Linked DNA regions of Zea mays: all the other regions are linked to region 1. The links are chromatin contacts, called in public Hi-C maps. All regions are on one chromosome and are shown on one strand. Each heading gives the region's core, a stretch centred on a gene start, on an enhancer-like site or on the middle of the called end of the contact. The rest is flanking DNA. Distances are from core to core; before and after follow the strand shown.

The links. A called contact is a pair of places that touch in the nucleus more often than the background predicts.
Region 2: a Hi-C map of bundle sheath shows a contact between it and region 1, with 4 times the contacts expected there. The contact joins the promoter of LOC100279462 here to the promoter of LOC103632383 in region 1. A contact is called at or near these places in 2 of 25 Hi-C or Micro-C datasets (bundle sheath and ear).
Region 3: a contact with region 1 is called in a Hi-C map of leaf mesophyll, with 4 times the contacts expected there. The contact joins the promoter of LOC100217007 here to the promoter of LOC103632383 in region 1. A contact is called at or near these places in 3 of 25 Hi-C or Micro-C datasets (bundle sheath, ear and leaf mesophyll).

The regions. Positions count from the first base shown.
Region 1 is chr7:55,067,020-55,071,164 of Zm-B73-REFERENCE-NAM-5.0, forward strand. LOC103632383 reads right to left here and starts at 1,667. Exons shown (of 2, transcript XM_008654221.2): 1 at 18-1,667. The coding sequence starts at 1,230. The coding sequence ends at 235.
Region 2 is chr7:55,717,656-55,721,315 of Zm-B73-REFERENCE-NAM-5.0, forward strand. LOC100279462 (Calcium-dependent lipid-binding (CaLB domain) family protein) reads left to right here and starts at 1,366. Exons shown (of 1, transcript NM_001152467.2): 1 at 1,366-2,732. The coding sequence starts at 1,525. The coding sequence ends at 2,499.
Region 3 is chr7:56,022,411-56,026,286 of Zm-B73-REFERENCE-NAM-5.0, forward strand. It overlaps LOC100217007 (Retinol dehydrogenase 14), which reads right to left and starts at 1,769. Exons shown (of 8, transcript NM_001143383.1): 1 at 1,492-1,769; 2 at 1,182-1,413; 3 at 794-873; 4 at 429-582; 5 at 257-335. The coding sequence starts at 1,606.

The DNA.
Region 1 (4,145 bases), core at 417-2,916:
ATAATAAATTGGCTCACCATGATCGAATCGATTTGATAACCGTGAGGGCGACGACGGTTCTCAGTTTAGACATCCGGTCGAGCTCTTGGCAAATGTTGCATCACATGGGATTTGTTGCTTTATTCAAACTCTCAGGATTTTTCCATGATGCAAAGGATGTCGACGAGTTGGAGACTTGTAAGGTCGAGCACGAAAAAGAGCGAGACCCTGCGTTGCGTCAACGGCAGCGCGACTCTAGCGAGACCCTGTGTCCTCACGGGTCGACAGCATGGACGAGCGGACACGACACGGAGGTGCGAGTCCGCCAAGGACGCGAACTTGAAGGGCGGCGCTTAGAATGAAACCTTGCTGAGCGAAGAACGACGACCTGCAAGGCGAAGCCTGACGACGAGGTCGACCAGGGGATAGAGAGCGCGAGCGCACGCAACAGCGATGATAGTCGAATTGGTAATAGAACGTTGGTGAATTTGGCCGACGCGACCATGAACGCGTGCTGGCGTGGACAAGACAATAGTGGCTAACGAGCTTGCGACGGCGCCACAGATCGGAGGCAGAGAAGATGGCCAGGACGGAGCACAGATCGGCGCGACGGAAACGAAAACCAGGCGCAGGGACGCGCACCATTTCTCTGGGCGCGACGGTGGCCTGGGCAGAACCATCCACGGCCAGAAGGCATGCATAGCCACCATGGCCGGCCAAGCGAGCAGAAAACCACGGCGCCGGAGGAGCAAGGCGAGCAGGGAGATCCAGGCTGGGAAAAAATGGAGGCTGGGCGGGCTCTACAGGGGCAAACACGCCGAACAGAGGGCAAAGCTGAGATGGGGCATACAGCCATGGGAGGTCAGGGGCGAGTGTAGGGAGCTTCGACGGTTGGGAGCGCAGGGGAAAGAACCAGGGACACAAGGAGGATGGAGGAGCACGCGTGGGAGGAGCCGTTCGGCTGGACGCGGTTCGAACAGCCGAACGCCTGGGAGGGAGAAGATCCAGGCGCGCGCAGGGAAGCTCTGGGCTGGCTAGCGCGCGTGAGACAGGAACGAAGGGCGCGCGGCACGCAGGAGAACTGAGCAGGGAGGAGCACACGCAGAGGGCGGGGCCGAGCTGGAGGGAGATCTGGCCAGGCACGGCCGGCGCTGGGAACTTGAGGAGCATGCAGGGAATTTCATGGCGGGGACCAAGGGCGCGGTTGTGGGAAGAAGAAGTGCTCGGCTGGGAGAAACGCCGGGGCGCCATGGGAGCACGGAGGAGATTCGACGAGCAGACTGAGCGAGCACCAGGAAGTTCCGAGCTATGGCAACGGACAGAGGGAGCGCTGGGCGCGCGGCTCAATCCGAGCTAGGCGAGCAGGGAACTAGAGACGCGCTTTGGGAGTAGGGCGAGCTCATAGCAGAGGAACTTGACGGCCAGGGAGCAGACGCGCGCGCAGGGAAGAACGGCTGGGCGCGGTGAGCTCTAGGGAGCAGTGCGCGCAGCAGGGAAGAAGAAAACCGTGCTGGAGCAGAGACCGAGCTCCTGCAGCACGTAGGAAATGGAGAATTGGAGATAGGCGCTCTGTATAGCAGAAGAAGCAACAGAGGAGGCACGACGGCTATGGAGCTTGGGCTAGTGGCTGTTGCAAAGATGAGGAAGACGGCTGCTGCATTCTAGGATAAGAAGCAGGAGGTAAGCGGGGGTGGGGAAAAATCTTCCACGGATGAAGATTACGGAGGGAGAGAGAGCGGTGAATAGTGGGAGAAAGAAAAATCTCCAGCCAAGGGCGGCCGTAGGAGATAGGTACGTGAGATTTTTTTTATTTTTTTTTCTCATTCAAACTCCCATATTTGCAAAAACAAAAAGTTGATATTTTGATACTATCAGATCCGGGTCTCAAAGATATAATCAGAGATCGAACAAAAAAAATGAGACTGACAACAATAATTGTACAGGGTTATGATTTAGTGAATACTTCGGAGTCAGATGAATTTGCACCCGATATTTATATCCGAAGTTTTGGATCGGAGCGAGAAATGATAGACCAAAATAAACTAGTTTTGGCATCGATAATTTGCTCTGTGATTTGACTAAAATTAGCCGGAACCATATCTGCGAATGTATACGCGATTTCGTCGCCAACACAACGTGCTGAAGGATAAATTGGATCGTGTAACACCCTGAATTTAAAGGTATAAAATTTATTTTCTAATATTCACCAAATTCAGGTGTTAGCCTCTCTTTTCCTTGCTTTTATTTTCTTTTTTCTAAATAGAAGAGTTATTTTTTATATATATGTGTAAGCCTAGTAAAATAAAATCTTAGAGGGACTTTGATTGTTGCATTCATGCTGATGCATAGTATTTATGAGTGCAAAATATTATCACAACAGATTAAAATATCTCGAGGATGTTCCTAAGAGTTTTTGGAATCTTCGGAACGTTTCTTCGAGTATTAAATATGAATTTTAGTTTTTCTAATATTAATTAAACTGTCGAAAATTTAGTATTTGCGAAAACTATAAAATTTTGGATACTCGATAACATATGTATATATATTTTCCTCTCGTCGAGCCTGTTCTAGATCTCGTGCCCTTTTTCGTGAGATCACTGAACCGCTTCTCGCGAACGGCATGCTGTTCGCGTCGGCTATCCTCGTCTAACCCCGTCTACCTCTGATCGCGTGCATTCGTTGTTGTTGCAATGGCCATTTGTTTCACACATGTGTGCGACACGAACGCAGTCGCAACCAACTCGTTTCACGTTGCCTCGTCGCGCAATGGTCTCCGCAACTGTCTGACCCCATCCATCCTCTCTATATAGGCGTAGATTTTTTCCCGTCGCCAAAACCCCTTCCCCTAGCCCACTCCGCACGCTCACCTCCCCGGCCCAGCACCGCACCCCTGTGCCAGTGGCCCACCGAGCGCGCACGCAGCCCAGCAGCCGCGCTGCACTGCACGCAGGTGCGCATCCACCGTGAAATCCCCACAGCTCCGCACACCGTATCTGCGCCGCAGCTTCTGTCGCTCACGCCCGCGCGGAGCTCCCTTCCTCAACCGCCTATTCCCCCACGCCGCCCTCAAAATCGGGAGGATCCATAGCACGCCGTAGTTCCTCTCAAACAGGCCCGATGCCCTCCTCCCCACTCCTCCCTCTCGCCCAACCGGAGTTCGCAACGTCGTTCATGCTGGACCTGCCCCTTCGCTCGTTCATGGTGAGCTCGCCCCTTCCTCTCTCAATCCCTCTCCTCGCCTCTTGCCGTACTCGACATGGCGCTAACTCGACGTACCCGGAGCCCGGCCGAACCAGCCGAACCCAGCCCCTCCCCAGGCGAAGCCCGGCGCCCCGGCACGGTGGCCAGCGGCGTGGCCGGCTAGCCGCCCCTACTCCCTGGCGCGCGCACCTCGTCCTCGCTTGTGCCCAAGGCGTGCTCCCCAGCCACCCTCTCTCCTCTACTGTGCTGCTGTAGGCACAACCAACTCCATGGTTGCTGTTGTTACTCCAAGCCTGAAGCCCCACCCGACGAGGCCCCTGCCCACGACGAGCTAGCCCCTGCATGCGGCCCCCAGGGCAGCTGTCGTCGCCGTCAGCCCTATCCTCCGTTGAGCTACCACAGACAAGCCCGCCCCGCCGTGTGTGCCCCCTACGTGATCCGGTTTTTGTGTTGCTGCAATTCATGCACGGAGCCAAGGAGAGAGGAGAAACCGTTCGTGCGTGATATTGAAGAAGAAACCGTAGTGGCCCCACCTGCAGTTTTTTTATTATTACTTTTTATTTCCTTTCCCCACGATGAAGTATGCACGTAGTTGAATGGCTCACCACTCACGTAGAAAAAGATTTGTGCAGGATTGGTTGCGGCCACGATTTTGTGGTACTCCTTGTGGTTTCGGCTCAGCCAACTAAAATACGCTACCTCTTCTTAAATACGCGAACTAGTAAATATTCAATATATATTTTACGTCATAGATCCATTTTGTCTCGTTCCGGTTGTGTTAGATTTGTAACGACATGTTAATAATATTGTTTCATCGTTTCACATATTTTAGCTAATTTATTTTTAGTATAAAAACAACATTTAGTTAGTGATTCTCGCATGCTCGCATTCTGCTTCGCGCATCACGCGTCGCTCACGTATGTCGCGCGTTGTCCGCGCCTACCCGCCTGTACTGTTCGCGTACG
Region 2 (3,660 bases), core at 116-2,615, 650 kb after region 1:
TTCTCAACTGATACAAATGATCCTTTCTTTAGTAGTTTACCCTGGTACCATCATTACACGGCGAAAATGGCATTTCATCGCTCGTTTTACCCTCGAAAGCTAGAAATGAGTATTTTAGTGGGTGTCGTATCTAAAAAAAAATCACTGGAATCAAAATGTTTCTTGAGCAAATCCTACTATTTTTTTATGGTGGTCTACTTAATTCACTGATCTATAAAACCAGGTATTCTACTATCAAGCTACAGAAAACCGTCTGAATAACCCTCCAAGACGTCACCAAAATCACCTTAAAATTATCTCAAGCGTTATTTAGACAATTTTATTGGCTAAATAACTTTAATGTCTTGAGAGATAGAATACCTGATTTTATACGTGAAAGAGTGAAGTAGACCAAATAGCTCAGAAGGTTAAGTAGACTTTTTCTTAGAAAAAAGAGTAAATTTTCAGTGTACAATCGCTAATTTAAGCTTTAAATTATTAGAGCATCTTCAAGAGACTAGTTAAATAACTCGCTAAGTCAAATTTTAGCTACTCAATAGTAAATTAAATCTCCATCAGACTAGCTATCTAACTCGCAAGCTATCTGACTCTGTAAATTGGCTCTCTCACTAGCTAAATTTGGCTAGCCACCTGACTAGCCAAACTAAATAGATAGTCTGTTGGACTGAGATGCTATATATAAAGTGTAATCTTTATGAAAACGTAAATAGATAGTCAAATAAAGAAAAAAAATGAAGAGTCTCTTGCAGATGCTCTTACATGCTATATCATGATACAGTGTCAACTTCTGATGCCGAAATTCAAATCAGGATTCAAATCCTGTCAGTACGACGTGGGTCTGGTCTGCACAGCTTAGCTTAGCTCAGATATCGGTAATGCAGTCCATATATAGAGATATAATCCTAGCAGTAGTAATAATGAGGCGTATAATGGTCAATGTTGTACAACGGTGGAAGGAAACGAGAGAATGCATGGTGGCCCGAGGGCAAATGTCGTCACTCCTTAATAGCTAAGCAAACAAGACACCGAATTGAAACTGCAAAGTCCCCATACCAGCAAAGACCGCAGGCAGGCGTTCCGTCCCGACCCGCTTGCGCTGTGACCCATGGAGTTGTCATGGAGCGGGGTAGTTGGGTGGGTCCGGTGCGCGCCCCAATGCTACTGCTGGTGCATAATGCATTCCATTTCCTGCGGACCTCGCATCGCCGCGGTCAGTCGGGTCAAACGTGGGCGGGAGGCAACAGGCACGCGCGCACACAGCAGGCCAGGCCAGGACCAGGAAGCCGCGTGGAGATCCCGTCGATGACTCGATTCCACTGGCACACCAGTCCCCGGTCGAGCCGCCAGGGTAGGAAGGCGGGCAGACAGAACCCGGCGTCGCGTCGTCCACTCTTCCCCGACCCCGCGGCCAAGTCCCTATTTATGTACGCCGGTCCAGTTCGTGCAATCCACGCAGAAGCAAAAGTCTTTCCCTTCTATCCTTCCTCCCCCCTGATCCATCCCATTCGGCCACCAGCGACAGCGATGGGCTCACGCTACGAGGTGGAGGTCACCGTGGGCTCCGCCCGGGACCTCAAGAACGTCAACTGGCGCAACGGCGAACTCAAGCCGTACGCCGTCGTCTGGATCGACTCCGGTGCCAAGTGCTCCACCCGCGTCGACCTCGACAACGGCGAGAACCCGACGTGGGACGAGAAGCTCCTCGTCCCGCTCCCGCCCACCTCCCGCCTCGACGACGCCGTCCTCTACATCGACGTCGTCCACGCCAACGCCGCCGAGGGCGTCAAGCCTCTCGTCGGCTCCGCACGCCTTCCGCTCCGCGACGTCCTCGACGACGCCGGGATAGGGGGCAAGGCCTCGCGCAATCTCCGCCTCAAGCGCCCCTCGGGCCGCCCCCACGGCCACCTCGACGTCCGCGTAGCCGTCAAGGAGCCGTCCAGGTACTATGACCCCAATCCCTACCCGGCCCCCGCGGGCTACGCCAACGCGGGCACTCGTGACCCCTACGGCTCATCCGCGGCTGCTGGCGGCTACTACGGCTCCGGAGGAGGCTATGGCAGCGGCGGCGGTTACGGCGGCAGTGGCAGCTACGGCGCCGCGCAGCCCTACACCGCGGCGCCTCCTGCCGGGTACCCTTCCACCTATGGCTCCGCGCCGCCTCCTCAGCCGGGATACGGCGCTCCTCCTGTCGCCGCTGCTTACGGCGCTCCTCCTGTCGCCGCTGCTTACGGCGCTCCTCCCGTCGATGCTGCTACCGCTGCGTACGGAACCAGCGCCGTTGGTGCCGACGGCAAGAAGAAAAACAAGATGGGGATGGGAACGGGGCTGGCAGTCGGCGCGGCGGCCGGCGTGCTCGGAGGACTGGCGCTGGCCGGTGGGGCGAGCTACCTGGAGGACAAGTTCGAGGAGCGCGTGTCGGAGAGGGTGGAGGAGAACCTGGAGAGGGAAGATTCGTACGGGGGCGGCTACGACAACTATGGCGGCGACGACGACTACTGATCGGATCTGATCCTCAGCTCCCATCATTTGCCTGGCTGCTGCGCTTGTCTTCTACCTTCACCTTCGTTTCTTCCGGGTGTCCTAAATAAATATTTACTTGATGAACCGCAAATTAGATAATGTTCTACGTTGTGGTTTATTGCGGCGGTATTCATGCTGAGATTGTGGTTTGAGAGATCCTCGTTTGCGAGTTGAAAAAATGCCGAATGAATTAATCCCACCGCTAGGTGTGTATTGAATCGGATCATACATAGAGCTAAGTTTCGATGGATTCACGGATATTTGCTTTGATCAGTAACAAAGCAGCGGGATCTCTTCTTCGCCCGCCATTGATGCTCTACCAGTCTACCCTCACTTCCACCGTTCCGTAAAGGGTGTATCCTACCTATCCCTGATGAAGAGCAAGCGACAGTGACTTGGGAGCCACAAGTCCAATTGGATGCAGTAAGCAGCCAGATGGCGTGCTGTTTGCTTAATTCCCGTTGGCTTCAAACCTACTCCCACCATACTTCTAAAAATAAATAAGTGCTCACCCTACCTCAAAAAATAAATGACCTAAAAGAAAAAAACAAGTTTGATCGAATATAAAAATAAAATTTAAATTTGATCAAATATATTAAAAATATTAATTATCAATAAGTCAGTATTTTCAGAAAGAAAAAATTTTTAATTTTAATTAAATATGTAAAAGTATTAATGTTTACTATCTCAACAAACATCATTAAATAAACTTTGTTATATATTTTTATAGTAAATTTATTGAAAGATACAAATGTTAATGTTTTTTTAATATAATCAAACTTGAAAATATTTGACTCTTCCAACTCTTCTAACTACAAGATATATAACAAGTATATATTTATCAAATACTCCATGGATTTAAATGGATCACGTATCTCCATCAGATTTTGGAGCACTAGATCTATCTTAGAGTAACTCCAACTTAGATCTAGGATTCCACTTGTGTTGAGAAAACTGTTCAGAAGAGCTCTATACTGGATCTATTTGGCTAGCCCAACAGACAACTAATTGTAACAAACAGTAATATGTGGAACCCACATGTCAGTGAAAAAACTTATCTTTATTCCTCCTCTCTTCTCCCTCACTCATGGACGTGGGCATGAGGAACGAAACGTGGGACACACGTGGCCGGTGGGTCGA
Region 3 (3,876 bases), core at 519-3,018, 960 kb after region 1:
GCTGAAGCAGATTTGGCCTTAGTGTATTGTGTGGTTCAGGTTCTCTCTGCTGTCTTGTAACCCTCTTCTATTTTCGTGCATTTACCGCTCCGACGGTTTGTATCGGTCTATTTTAGATCTTTTTCTTCTTAATATAATGGTGCGCAGCTCTCATGCGCGCTCGAGAAAAAAAGTTGCAATGCATACAAATGCATTGTAACTATACATGCACCATAAGGTCAAGAAAACATGCATGTGTTAGATGGACAAGACATACCTCAAATCGCCTGGCAAGTTCATTAGCATGCAATATGTTTGCAAGCTTTGATTGCCCATATGCACCAATGCTACTATACCTGCACAACACAAGATTGAACAAGTGGCTAGGTTTTCTTCAAAACAAAGTAAATTAGACCGTAGAACATAATCACAGCACAGCAATTACATACACTGATTCATCGTTGATCTTGTCAAAACGGATTCCTTCCCGATATGCAAGTCTGTGCCCCTCTGATGACACGTTGACAATTCTTCCTTCCAAATTTGATTCATGAGAGGTCCTCTTCATGGTATCCAATAGAAGGTGTGTGAGCAGGAAATGCCCTGAAAATTATGAAATTAGAACCACAGTTTAGTAAAATTGTGTCTAAACACCATGATAAATGAAAACTTCTGAATAACGGTCAGGTAAAAAACTCCAGCTTGAGTTAGAGCGCTAGACTTGCACGTGCTATACAATGCTATATGATTTGAAGTAGGAAATCTCCATACACACAACAGTTTAAACAAGCAGTGAAGTATACTGAATGCGTACCAACATGATTAGTTGCAAACTGCATCTCAATTCCATCCTTTGAAAGCGCAAAAGGTATTGCCATTACTCCTGCATTGTTGCTGCCAGCAAGAGGGCCAAGTAATCAATTAAATGCCATAAGATATATTGAAGCTACACTTTGAACAAATGTCAAGAGAACCAGCATTGAATTAGCAGACCTATCAATATATAGTCAGATTATTAGAACAGGCACAAGAGAATCTCAAACACAAGAATCACACAAAGTTAAATAAATTCTACCATTAACATCTTGTAATTTGGAACCGAGTACGAGCTGTTTCTCCTGACTGAATTAGTGATTCGTTAGGAGTCATAATTCATCCCAGGTAGCAAAGCAGGCAACAATTAATATAAACATAATACATACATAAGGATGTTGAGGGGGAGACCCCTGTCGATGAATTGGGACGCGAAAGCGCGGACAGAGGCCATGGACGAGAGGTCGAGCTCCATGACGTCGAGCTTGGCCCCCGGCGCCTGGGCGAGGACGGCGTCCTTGACGGCCTGGGCAGCGGGAAGGCTCCTGACGGCCATGATGACGTGGGCCCCGCGCAGCGCCAGCGTTCGCGCCGTCTCCGCGCCGATGCCGCTGGACGCCCCTGGATGGGATTGGGCTGGATTACTAATAATAAATACTATGAAGAAGGAAGAAGAAATGTTGGGGAATAAGTACGGACCAGTGACGATGGCGGTGAGGCCGGCGGCGGAGATGCCCTGCGTGACTTGGTCGGCGGTGGAACTCCAGGAGAAGCCGGAGGGGCCCCGGCGGCCCAGAAGCCACGAGGTCATCATTTTCCCTCTCCTTCTCAAATGGCAAAACTCGAGCTTGCCTGACTGCCTAGCAGCAAATCCAGTCAACTTACCGGCGCCCTGGCGAAGCTTCCTGGAAACCCCCTACTCTCGCCGTCTCTGACAACTTTGGAAGCCTGGAACCCGAAGAGGGAGAGGGTGGGCGTGACGAGGCCGTGAGCCGACGATTCGTGTGCCCGTGTTCATATGTAAAAAAACAAACCTTCTACTGTAGACATGATATGTAGTCTACCCTGTCTAGGAATGAAAACCGATAAAAAAACGCATCTCCCGTTTTCGTCCCCACATTTTATCACCGAAAACAGGATAGGTCCAGAATAATCGAGAACGAAAACGGTAGTGAGATAAATGGGTGTATGAAAAAGAACGAAAGCGGAAATATTAAACGGAAACTCGTAATTTAATACATACACGTACAATATTGATGACTGACTAGCATGACAATTATATGAAACAAATAGATATAGAGAGACAACATTTTATTGTTGTTTGCTTGCCAATAGTATATATAGCTACGATCGATGTCGTTTGAGCTTTTAAACCACTTGCCATTAAGGAGAGCCGGTGGCTAGAATGACCACTTATGTTATAATATATCACTTAAGAATATGATAATTTAGTTTGTGCACTAATGTATATTGGGGTCATCCCGGATTTCTTAAATACGGGATAAATATGGGTTAAATTTGAAAAATGGGATCCCACGAAAACGGACGAAATAGACTCTCCTGTTTCCAGATTTTTCCGAAAATACGAAAATGGACGAGTTAAATGTGAAAAACGGTACAGATTAGGACTGGATTTTTTCGTCCGTTTTCAACCCTAATCCTGGAGGCTGTCACGATTAAAAAATAAAGCAAAGGCTAATAAAGTAGCTCGAGGCTTTATGTATTTACCACGTCACAAAGAGTCAACAATAAAATGAACACATATGATAATCTGGCTCTTAAGTACTCCCTCTGTCGCAATTTATCATTCGTTTGACATTTTCAAGTTTGACCGGCTCGTCTTATTCAATTTTTTACGTAAAAATAAAAAAATCAAAGCCACACTTAAAGTATATTAGTCAAAATTAATCAAATTTGGTATAAAAAGGTCAAACGAATTATAAATTGAAACGGATGGAGTAGACTATGTTAGTCTCAGTGAAACTAAAAATGTTTAATGCTGATATTGGAGGGCTATTTGGTTCCCTAGCGAAGGCCATCTCCAACGGTTCCCGAACCGTCTCTCTCCCCCTCATAAATGGGCACTATAGCTCCCCGAAAGCATCCAATTGTTCACACCATTTTCTCCCCCTCCCTCCGTGAGCTACGTAAACGCCTCGTATGTGAGGTGACCCTATGCTCCCATCGCAGTCGAGTCGGTGCTCTTCTCGCCAACATAAAGTTCCTCTCGTGACGCACGTTCGCTAGCCCTGGCTTCTTCCACATACATTGACGCTTCGGTGCGATGCCGAGCAGCATTGAAGAACCCTATGTCCGTGGAGGTGCCTTCGCCCGACGGTGGTCCGACAGTTCAAATAGAGACGACCGACGAGGCACAACGAGTAGATCTAGTGGAGTGAAGTGGATCCAGAGCTTCCACACCGTATAGCCGTCAAGTTCGACCTCTGAGGCGTCCACGGGCTTCCTCACTAGCGCAGCCTGCCCCGCATTCGACCAGGTCCTTTCAGACTTCGTGAGGCTAGCCACATTCCTCATCCTCGATCGATCAGTTCCGTTGCGCACATCGTCAGCGACATAGATATGGTCATCCTGATTGATATACTTCCCCTTTTCTATACTGAGTTGGAGGAGTTACCCATAGGTTGGAGATGAGGTGAAATAGGGGGATGAATGAAATAGGAGGAGATATTTAAATATGCTGGAAAAGTATTATCGGGTACCTAGGAACGGAGTACCAAAAGTAAGGCCCATGAAACCTTCTTGCTGACCAAAGTCTCCCCCACTGAGCAAGTTCACAAGGTAAGGCGACCGATCAGGTCCCTGCCGAACAGGATCGCGAGGCAGAGCGACTGACCAGGTCCCTGTCAAGCAAAGCTGCGAGTCGGATCGACCAACCAGGTCCTTGCTGAGCACGTCCGCGAGGCAGAGCGAACCATCAGTGTGGCAGAACCTCCCAAGTTATTGGGCCCACATGCACCTGTCCTTGTCTCAAAGACCTCAGACGACTATGCATGTGCACTAAATAACTTAACAGGATCCGTCCGAGTGTCCACCACGCAGCGAGTGCGAGCGGTTGTCCGCCTG